2 separate regions of the Siniperca chuatsi genome follow, and region 1 is linked to region 2. A link is a contact called in public Hi-C data. All regions are on one chromosome and are shown on one strand. Each heading gives the region's core, a stretch centred on a gene start, on an enhancer-like site or on the middle of the called end of the contact. The rest is flanking DNA. Distances are from core to core; before and after follow the strand shown.

Region 1 (5,265 bases), core at 120-2,619, 41 kb after region 2:
GCCCGTGTCTGGCAGGTTGTTAGTGATCGTGGGTGTGACGTCGAGGCCGCCAGAGTTCGCTGAGCCGCCCCGGCCTCATCCTCCCTCCTCTGCAGCGCCCTGATGACATCATCATACTCCGCCTTTATGGTCAGCAGAAGTCTCTTATAGGCCGTCGCTCGTGCAATCACCTGTGAGAAACAAGACGGGGGCAGAGACGCAACCTGTTTCGTCATCTAGTTTCTGCTTAACCTGCAAAAATCCACGGTGACACACATTTACACCAGAGGTATACTGGTGTAAATGTGCTTTACTTTCTAAAACCACAACGTTTTTGGAAACAAAAACAGAATTTGCCACCATTGTTTGGTAATTTATTCAGTTTAGTAAAGTCTTCCAAAACCTAACCTAATAAAGTTAAAAACAAAAAAAGTCCCAAGAATCAGACAACAACAAAAAAGTAACTTAAAGTGAATAAAAATGATTTGAAACCAAAAAAAAAGGCAAACTTACAATAAAACTATACAATATTTCCCACTTTTATTTGACTGATTGTAATTATACAGCGACAGGAAGTGGTGCAACTCTATTTATCTTCCCCTCTGTCTGTATCATGGAGTGCAAATACCAGAGGATATCTTTTCCTTACGCTAAAACAATTGTACGTAACTCTATATTGCTTAAGCTTCTGTAATTACAGAGGGGATAAGTCAAACAATGTGATAAGGAAGGTGTTTTGTAGAGCTGCTGTAGAGGTGGGGTTTTTTTTTATTTTGGACAGAACCAGGCTAGCAGTTTCCCCCCGTTTCCAGTCTTTATGCTAAGCTAAGCTAACCGGCTGTAGCTTCATATTTACCTCGCTCACATGAGAGTGGTATCAAACTTTTCATCTAACTCTCAGCAAGTAAAACAAAACAACTGTATTTCCCAAAATGTTGAACTATTCCTTTAATGGAAAGTGGATAATAAAATTTTGTCTCGTCTCTTAATGGCTTGTAACTGATATAAGCTAGCTATTAATAAAGTAATCAGTTTCTACTTATAAATGTGCCTTTATAGAAAGTGACAGTGAAATAACTTCCTCATTATATACCTTATTAAACACAGAGCGGTAGATAATGTACCGGAGCTCGTCCGGACCCTCTTCTGAGCACCGCAGGTACCGTTTTTCATGCTCAATAAACTCACACAAAGACTGGAAAAACCTTTCATCACTCTCAGATATCAAAATGTCGGGTGTTGAATGTCTTTCTTCTTCTCTTGAGGTGGAACTGCTGGAGTTTTGTGGCTCAGACATCGTTATTTACACATATTCTTACGCTAACTTTTTAGCCGTTTTCACACCGAAGCTAGCGGGGTAGCCATTTGCAAATAAAAAACCCGCGTTGCTATGGTTACCGTGAAAGTATACCTGGGAAATGATGTTTTTTTTTTTTTTTTTATAGATAGTGTCGCTTCCTTCTTTAAAATGCAATAAATTATCTGCCATAATATAAATTTTAGAATAACGTTAATACCAATACGGTCGACGAAAAGACGCTAAATGACCACAAAGTGTGATGTTTTGTTTGTTTTTCGATCAGGCGCCGTAACGGTTACCTAACCCGTGCAAACGCGTGAAGAAAACCCCGTCGCTCGCTCCGAAAGCCCTCTTCTCATGATCCGCCATTAGGAGTGAACCTGTGGTAAGATCGCGCTCTGTGCTTTAACCGATTATTCTCAAAAAAATAACGACTTTTAAGAGCACGTTTCAGTTTAAGAAGTTTTAAAAGTCTTGTGTGTATTTTCACGTGTAGGTGGGTTGAACGCCAGGATGCAGATTTTCGTCAAAACCCTCACGGGGAAGACCATAACCCTCGAGGTGGGTGAACCGGACCGCGATGGAGGGATGCGGCGTTCAGTGGCCGCAGTTACCCCGAGTTTTACTTACGTTTACAGTTAAATCAGGCTTGAAATTCTATATTTAATGCCATTACTAGTCATATAAACTTACATTGTGCTTGTATGTGTTTAAACTCTAGACGCCATGTTCTGCCGTACTTTTTTTTTTATAGTTTGAAACTAAGCGGCTAAGCTAGCTGCTAGCAGTCACCCACAGCACCGTAAACACGTGTAACAGACAGCAGCGGTCTTAGCCCTTTATAAAGTGCTTATTAACGTTTATAACAAAATAAAATCGCACGTTAATGTTCCCAGTCTTCGTGCCCAGCATGTGATGGTGGCTTTGACCGGAAGAACGTGTCCTGACTCACCTGTCCTCTCTCCTTTTCCAGGTTGAGCCTTCAGATACTATTGAAAATGTCAAGGCCAAAATCCAGGACAAAGAGGGTGAGTTGATGAAACTGACCTGTGTTTTTTGTTTTGTTCTGTGTCTGGAAGCAGAAGATGAGAAATGTTCCTGCTTTGCTGTAGAGAAAAACTTTATAGGTGATCTGTCAGTTTTCTTAAATGTGAGGAGGTTTATATAATAAACTGAATGACTTTGAGTTTTGGATAAAACCAGACGTTTGAGTACGTCCTTTCAGGCCGTGGAGGAATTAAGACACAGACTAATAATCAGCAGATTAACGATAATAGAGAATGAAATGTTAAGTGCAGCCCTACTCTGCTGAAAGATGTTTAATCTTTCTGTCCGCTCTCCACGCCGAATTCAGCTTCCTCTGTCCCGTCAATTACCCGATCAGCTGTCACGCACAGCTTGATGATCGATCTTTTTATAAAGTGAGCAAGAATCAACTCGAGTCTCTCGTCTTGTTCCAGATGTTCTGCCGCATCGTTAGACACATTTACCCAAATTCAGCCTGACGTTCGGCTTCTTTTGGGAACTTTGAGCTCCACCGGACGTTTTTAAAGTAAATCTGCGTGTTTTAAACAAAGTTTGGCTGCACGGCTGTAGCAACTTTAAAAGGTTAAATTCAGGTTTTATTACATAGTGACAGAGATAACAAAGGACCTTTTTATTTCCTCACAAAGACGAGCTGCGATAAGTTAAAGTAAAGAAACTTGAAATTGAACTCTCACTAATCTTTATATTAAGCAAACTGGAAAACATTTAGGTTGTCATCGAGGTGTACAGCTTTAAAAACAGTCATGCGATAAGTGACGTGTTAAAGCTCAACCAGACTCTTTGAAACGTGGATATGAATATTTTCTGAGCTCATTTTTCCGAAAGCTGCGGTGGTTTTTAAGTTTAAATGAACCCAGGTTCGGGTGTTGACGCGTCGGCCTTCTGTCTGCAGGTATCCCTCCCGATCAGCAGAGGTTGATCTTCGCTGGGAAGCAGCTGGAGGACGGACGCACGCTGTCCGACTACAACATCCAGAAGGTGAGCGGTCCTGGTCTTTAGACTCGAGCTGGATTATATCTCCACAGTTTGAGTTAAAGGTCGTTTTTAAATAATCCGACTGTGAAACTCGGTGTTTAGAAGCTGCTTCTATCAAGTCAGCGAACTTTACAAAGCTTCACTGTCAACTTCTACCACAAGAACTGGATTTTCTGCACCTCAGACACACTGAGGCTCCTCCTGGCTGGCTTCTGTTTATCAAACGTTTCTTCTTCTTCTTGTCCTCAGGAGTCCACTCTGCACTTGGTGCTGAGGCTGCGTGGTGGTGCTAAGAAGAGGAAGAAGAAGTCTTACACCACCCCCAAGAAGAACAAGCACAAGAGGAAGAAGGTCAAGCTCGCTGTGCTCAAATACTACAAGGTACAGACACTTGAGTCCTGTTTGTCAAATCTGAACCAAACATGGAGCCTTCAGTGTTTATCAGTCTGGCGACTAAAGCAGAATTAAAGTGGACGCTGTAATCTGATTGTATTTGTCTGCAAACACCAACTTTTATCAGAATTTACTACATAAGTTCAGAATCTCAAAATACAAACAAGTTGTTTGGCAGAAAACTTTGATTTTTGTGGTTTAAAAATCACAAAAGCAGAGTTAAAGTTAAGTAAGGACGCGATGATTCAACAACATCTGTAGCTGCAGCAGTTTGACCTGTTTTTCTGTCTCCAGGTGGACGAGAACGGTAAAATCCACCGGCTGAGGCGCGAGTGTCCCGCCGACGAGTGCGGCGCCGGCGTGTTCATGGCGAGCCACTTCGACCGCCACTACTGCGGGAAGTGCTGCCTCACCTACTGCTTCAACAAGCCTGAGGACAAGTAGACAGACTGACGGGCGTTAATAAAGACGAAAATGTTTGACACAACTCAAAGACTCTGTTTTTACTCTGAAGGTTCATTTACTAAATTTAAAACACGATAAACGCTCGGGACGTTAGCAATTTGTTCCCCCTTCACCACTTCAGTGTCTCGCTCCAGGCGGTTTACTATAAACAGGAAAATGATCTTTGATTATCGCAGTGAAACGCAAACGTTACCTGGTGCTGTTTCTTAAAGATCATTGTGAACTGAAGATATTTGGACCCCAGGAAGTGATACAGTGAGAGGATTTAGTCTTGGAAAAACAAATGCTTCAGCGTTTAATTAAACTAATAACACCTTCACCTATTTCAGACACGTTTATTTTAAAGAGTCCTGGCGACTCAAACGAGCGTTTGTCGCAAATTCCTGCCATTTCATAGAAAACAATCAACATGTAAACTGTCCTCAGCTTCCAACCTGGTTCTGGTGTTTTGAGGTGCAGTGTCAGTGTTTGTCCAGCAGGTGGCGCTGCGTTCAAAGACAAGAACCAAAGTTAAACATCATCATGTTGCGTCTTCCTCTAATCAATCTGATTAATACGGGAGCTCATTTCTACCAAAGTCGATGGAGAAAAATAAAAAATTGTGACATTTTGAGTTGACATGCCAAAATTAAATGTTTAAAAGTAAATATTACAAAAAGTCAAAATTTGTTAATAGTAACACTTTCATTTAGCAAATCTTTTTCATATTCTGTTCACATTTGGACTTTCTATTAAAAAAAAAAAGCTTTAAAAAGTAAAGATTGTGCCTCTATCATTTGACATTGTAGCATCTCAATGCCAACTTTTCTGGCAGAAATGGTTTTATGTACATGAAGCGAAAGAAAACAAAACAGGTGAAAGAAGCAGTGGACGCTGTGAGTTTGTGTACTAAAATAAGGTTATTTACTTAAAAATCGTTACATTGGACAGACTGTATACAGAGTTTTTCATTTCCTTGGTAAACTCATAAGGCACCGAACCAGATGCTGTACAAAACAACAACACCACCAAAACAAAAACAAACATTACAGATTTACATATTAGAGATTATTCCTATACTGGGGGTTTTCTTGCATATTTATTACAGAGAAAAGCACTAAGTTACT
Region 2 (5,231 bases), core at 1,406-3,905:
CACTCTGCTTTCCCTTCGTCATCCCTCCTCATCCTCCCTCAAAGCTGCTGACGAAGCAGTGAAACAGAGCCGATGAATGATTTCTGTCCGTCTGTGTGAAACCGATTCAGTTGATGCTGCCTGGTACAGTGACTACAGCTGCTACAGATCCATCTGGAAAGATAAACTGCACTTTTTTTTAAACGAAAGCAGGTAAAAAACAGTTGCACGTCCACACAGGTATGAAAGTACGGACTTCCCACGAGGGCCGGGTGTCAAACCTCAACGCACGAATACGTCAATAGCGCCGAGTATCAACTGTGAAGCACCGAAAGCTGCCATTAAATGTCTGCTCAGATTCCCGATCTTGTTTAGGGCTGCAGCGAATGATTATTTTAATCTGAGGATTATTTTTACGATACAGATTCGTCTAAAACAAAAGAGCGAACAATGCTCATCATAATCTCCCAGAGCCAAAAGCTGACGTCTTCACGTGTTTTGTCCAAAACCCGAAGATATTCAGTTTGCAACGATATAAAGTCCAAGTTCTTGTACAGCTTGTCTTTTAGAGAACTGGTTTCCTGTCAAATTAGCTCATTTTCCAAACGCTGCCAAGATTTCGGGGAATTTCCGTGGCAGCTTCCCAACCAGGAGAGAACAAAGACATCCATCCTAAACACAAAGAGTTATAATCTGGTATAAAAACAAACAGAAACATAACTGAATATTGCCTGTGGTATCTGACTAACTGGTCAGAAACAGGAAGTTAGACTTGGATGATCTGAGCTGTAATTACTGACTTTATCCACTAGAGGGCACCGGTCTCATTTTATAAACCCCTCTTCTTCTCTTCAAGCCAAATTCAAAAAAGGACCCTACTCAGAAAGACTCATTTAATTATGGCAGAAAAACAGCCCTACAAAATATGCAAAGTTCATTTAAACGCCGCCAGTGAGGCCTCAATCCGAACAGAAAATGTTATAGAAAAAGTTATTTGATCCCCTTATCGAAAGCTGTACGGGTTGATTACCAGCATGTACTGGTTTCACGGCCTTATATATATATATATATCATGTAATTTCCTACAGGTAGAAGACATGTCTGCATACAAGAAGGAGAATAAATCAGAGGTCAGCACAATTCACGTCACTAGTTGATGAATTTGTGCACTGTTAAAAAGGGTTTTTCATGTTGGGGACAGGGTCTGTCTCTCTCTCAACGAGTTGTTTCCAATGATGGAAACAAACCTGCGACCTGCAGTTCGTGAAGCGGTGAACTGTGGTGATTTCAGTGGTGAAAGAGACAGTTACATAAAAGTACAAAGCGGCGGCACAAAGTGACCCTTCGCCTTGATCCGAATCCTCTGAATAACTTTGCTCTCCGCTGCTTTCCTGCGGGGGTGATGACACCCACCGGAGTCATTGTTCAGATCACTCAAAAGTCAGATATTAATGAATTTCATTATGTTTTCCCTTCCAAAATAAATGTAAAGCAGTTTGTAAATGAACTTTTGTGTCTTAACAGAGACATTAAAAAGGTAGAAGCTGCGTGTCTAAAAAAAACATCAAAACTGCTAATGAAATCATTTGAAATTGCCAATTTTCTTAAAATCCTGCCGTGTTATATCAGCGCAGCCGCTTCGCCTCAAATGGCTGATTTACTAACAAATGAGAGACTGAATGAAAATGAGTTGGCAACGTCTCGTCCTATTTCCACTGGATGTAAAACAGTGTCAGATGTTACCTCGGGCGTGTTTTTATAACCCAGGAAAATCACATTTACATGGCTGCAGGTTGAACCCACTGAGTCACCGCAGAGAGAGCAACATGCTTTGAATTAAAATTAATCATTTATCACGTAGAAATGTTGGTGAGGTTAAGTTTTTAATACATCTCTTTGGGTAGACTTTTTGATATATTTTTAAGCTTATACAGACTTAATCTACTACTTGAAACATTAATGATTACGTTAATAATATAATAATGAAGCTAATTATTGGTCGAGTTAATTTTGGCTTATTTTCACCTACTGCAACGTAATCTGCACTTGCCATGTTAACTCATTAAAACCACATTAATAACAGTGTAAATAATAAGGCCACTTCATAGATGCAACCGAAGCACCTTTCATTCCCAACAATTAATTAAGTCAAATTAATCAATTAGTTGGTCAACAGAACTAACTATTTTGATTTATCGTTTCATTTTGAAGCAACAAAAATGTCAACCCTTTCTGTTTTAACTCCTTGTGAACTGAATCCCTTTTAGTTTTGGACTGCTGGTCAGACAAAACACGAAGACGTTTTATAGAAACAAAATGGGCAGAATAATAAATAAAAACAAGCGTTAGCTTCAGCCATGACAGCGACTTTTTGTCGCTGCAGACAAGGCATCGGCAGTGCGCCTCGGATATTCTGTTCAGGTCGATCCGTTCGAGTGAAGCAACAAGCCGAGAGGGAGATTTATGTTCAGATCGCAGCTCTGCGCCTCAAGCTGCATAATGAAGAACATTTGCTGAGTGGTTTCTGGGTCGGAGAACCCTTTTGTGGGCCTGCCAGTGTCGCAATGCAGGAGGAGGAGGAGGAGGCTTTAATTAACAGGAGGTCCCGCCAACACACAGTTAAAGCGTCTGCAGCTCGTCCCAAAGAGCAAAGTCCTACTGCTCTAGTTACACAGTGGCTGTCGGCTCTGAGCGTATGCAACACTGTGGATGTTAGTGTGTGTGTGTGCGTATTAACTGATCAATATCAGTTTAAATAAAACCGAGTCATCCGTTAAAATGAAGACTAAGCGTTGTCGTCTTCAGAGAGACAGCGGCACCTCGGGGGGGGGGGGCGATTCATCACTTTCTAAAAGCCCCGAAGGAGGCAGCTCTGCGTCGGTCTGATAAACCATCTCCGAAACATCATTACATCAGAGTTTTATTCTCAAAACTCTGGGTTTTACAGATCAGAAGCTTTTATTTATTTATTTATTTATTAACTTGCCCTGGATATTAGAGTAGCATCATTAAGGTCAGCGTCATTAAGATCAAGTTGGCTAATCAATTATATTTCATGTCCACAATAGAGCTTTAAATGACATCAACTGCACACTAAAAGGAAAAATGGCCATTAAAAGTTGAGAGCCCAGTATGGCGTCTTCAAATGTCTTGTTTTGTCTGACCAACCTCCCAAAAAAATCCAGTTTTTTTTTTATATAAAAGCAGCAAATCCTCACATTGGAAATGCTGGAAACACTTTTGCTCGATCAAACAGCTGAAACGATTAATCTTTATCAAAATTGTTGTGAATTTTCTGTCAAATGTTTTTTTTTTGTACTTCAACAGAGAAGCGTGACTTTTCTGGGAAACTCATTTCCTCTCCTGCGGGCAGAATTCAGAAAGAGCATCAGTAGTGCTTTCTGCATTGTTTTTAATTAACTTTTGGCAAAAATAACCCGCCTCAGCAAACATTTAGAGCGGTTGGCGGATATCAAGTTCAACGCCCTCTAAAGTCTAAAGTTTATCACCAGATGATATTCAGTATTTAGCCTCAGGTGCGTAAAATCTGATGTAATCGTGTATTACAGGGTGCGGGAGAGACTGTAAAGCAGATAATAAAATCAGAGTGGCAGCTTATTCAGTCAGTAACAGGGTGTGGTTGGTAGCTCTGTGTGCATGTAGCTGTGGGTGGGTGTTGGGGTCTAGAAAGGTGGTGTTGGGTTTCAGATTGGCGTCTCGAGTTATTTCCAGAGTAGAGAGAAGCTGAAGCCAAACGGAAAGGTAATTCAATTCGACAGCAAAAATGCTCAGAGGGCAAATAGAAACGGCTGTATGAGTGTTTGTAGGTGGTTAACGGTGAAAGACCTCTGTCTGTATCCCCAATTTCGCGTTTCTGCTCATCATGCATAAAGTGTTTTGTTTATTTAGTGGATTTTAAAAAAAGACAAAGGGGCTCATGTTTCCAACATAAGAGATAAAAATGAGAGTTATCACATTTTACTTACCACATCTTAAAATGAAAAATGATTCACACAGAAATTATGTTATTCTGATGAGAGACAAATGCACAAAATGCGGCAAAAAGCAAAAAAAAAAAAGTCGAACCACAACCACACAAATTAAAACCAGACTTTACAAAATGCAAGGGTTAATTTTCAAAGAAAATGGCAAAAAGAGACGATGCGAGAAAGGAAAGGTGACACTAAGGAGAGAGCGATGGGATCTAAAGTAAATACTGGCTGCTGGTTGGTTGGTTGGGAGAAAATAACTGAAGAGAACAAAAGAGTGAAGATGAAAATGATGCCAATGAACATGGAAGTGCCAGTGAAAACTGAGGAGGATGTGGGGGGGGAGGAGATGGTTTCCATGCTGGAACTGGTTTATTTTACCTGCTCTTATGTTCACGTTTGGCATCTTAAACAGTTTGCCGCCCTCCGCGCTCTTCTTAGCGACCGCCTCCTCTGGTTTGGGGACAGGGGAATGGGTGAGCGGAGCTTGGGGTGGGGGCTGCTGAATGTCGAGCTTCTCCAGCTCGGCCTTGCTCTTCTGGGGTGAGGCCTGGGTGAGGAGGAGGTAGGAGCTCTGACTTGGAGCCTCTTCTTCAACCTCGGGGGGCGGGGCTACTTTTGTCGGCGGCTGAGCAAAAACTGGAGCCATATCTTTCTGCCCAAAGCTCAGATCATCATCCATGGGGATCTCTGGGGGCTTGGAGGAGGCAAACTTGGATGTATCCAGAGCCTCAAGAAACTCATCGATCACGCCCCTGGGTGGTCGCTCAATGAACTCAAACTCCTCAGAGGAGACTTCATGCTCAGAGACCTCCTCAGCCACCTCTGGCTCCTCCACTTCCATCATCGGGTCCTTCTTCTCCGTTTCCACCTGGAAGCTGGCGGGGTTCTTGGCCATGGCTTCCAGGACTGGAGACAGGGAGTCTGCTGTTGGCGACTCTGAATCTGAATCCTCAGCGGGGGTCTTTTTGCTCTGGAAGTCAAGCGGCTCAAACTTTTCCGTCATTTTGGGCGAATCCTGGCTTGAAAACCAATCTTTCTGCTCGATCTTGACAGGCTCTTCTTCTTTGACTTTAGTGGGGGTGGTTTCCTCGGCCTCTTTGACAAGGTCGAATGCGCCCAAGCTTTTTTCGTCTTCAAAATTTCCTTTGTCGGTCACTTTCACTTCCAACTCCTCAGTCATCTCCTTTAGCAGGGATACTTTAGCATCAAAGGCAAACGGGTTGTTAGCCGACAGATTGATCGGAGGGTTGGGCGACTCCA

The links. A called contact is a pair of places that touch in the nucleus more often than the background predicts.
Region 1: a Hi-C map of liver shows a contact between it and region 2, with 2.3 times the contacts expected there. The contact joins the promoter of LOC122884883 here to the enhancer-like site in region 2. A contact is called at or near these places in 3 of 3 Hi-C or Micro-C datasets (liver, skeletal muscle and an unstated tissue).

What each region holds. Positions count from the first base shown.
Region 1 is chrLG11:28,479,737-28,485,001 of ASM2008510v1, forward strand. LOC122884883 (clathrin heavy chain linker domain-containing protein 1-like) reads right to left here and starts at 1,370. Exons shown (of 11, transcript XM_044215350.1): 1 at 1,073-1,370; 2 at 1-170. The coding sequence starts at 1,276. It overlaps rps27a (ubiquitin-40S ribosomal protein S27a), which reads left to right and starts at 1,602. Exons shown (of 6, transcript XM_044215358.1): 1 at 1,602-1,664; 2 at 1,776-1,840; 3 at 2,253-2,307; 4 at 3,219-3,304; 5 at 3,551-3,682; 6 at 3,989-4,181. The coding sequence starts at 1,793. The coding sequence ends at 4,138. It overlaps LOC122884884 (bone morphogenetic protein receptor type-1A-like), which reads right to left. Exons shown (of 11, transcript XM_044215355.1): 11 at 5,040-5,265.
Region 2 is chrLG11:28,437,491-28,442,721 of ASM2008510v1, forward strand. It overlaps rtn4a (reticulon-4a), which reads right to left. Exons shown (of 9, transcript XM_044213640.1): 3 at 4,350-5,231. Among protein-coding and RNA genes, the nearest start is that of rtn4a, 17 kb to the right of the region's middle. Within about 2 kb of position 2,656, the one cell type or tissue checked has an H3K27ac peak away from gene starts, as active enhancers do. A contact at or near this core is called in liver, where this site is marked.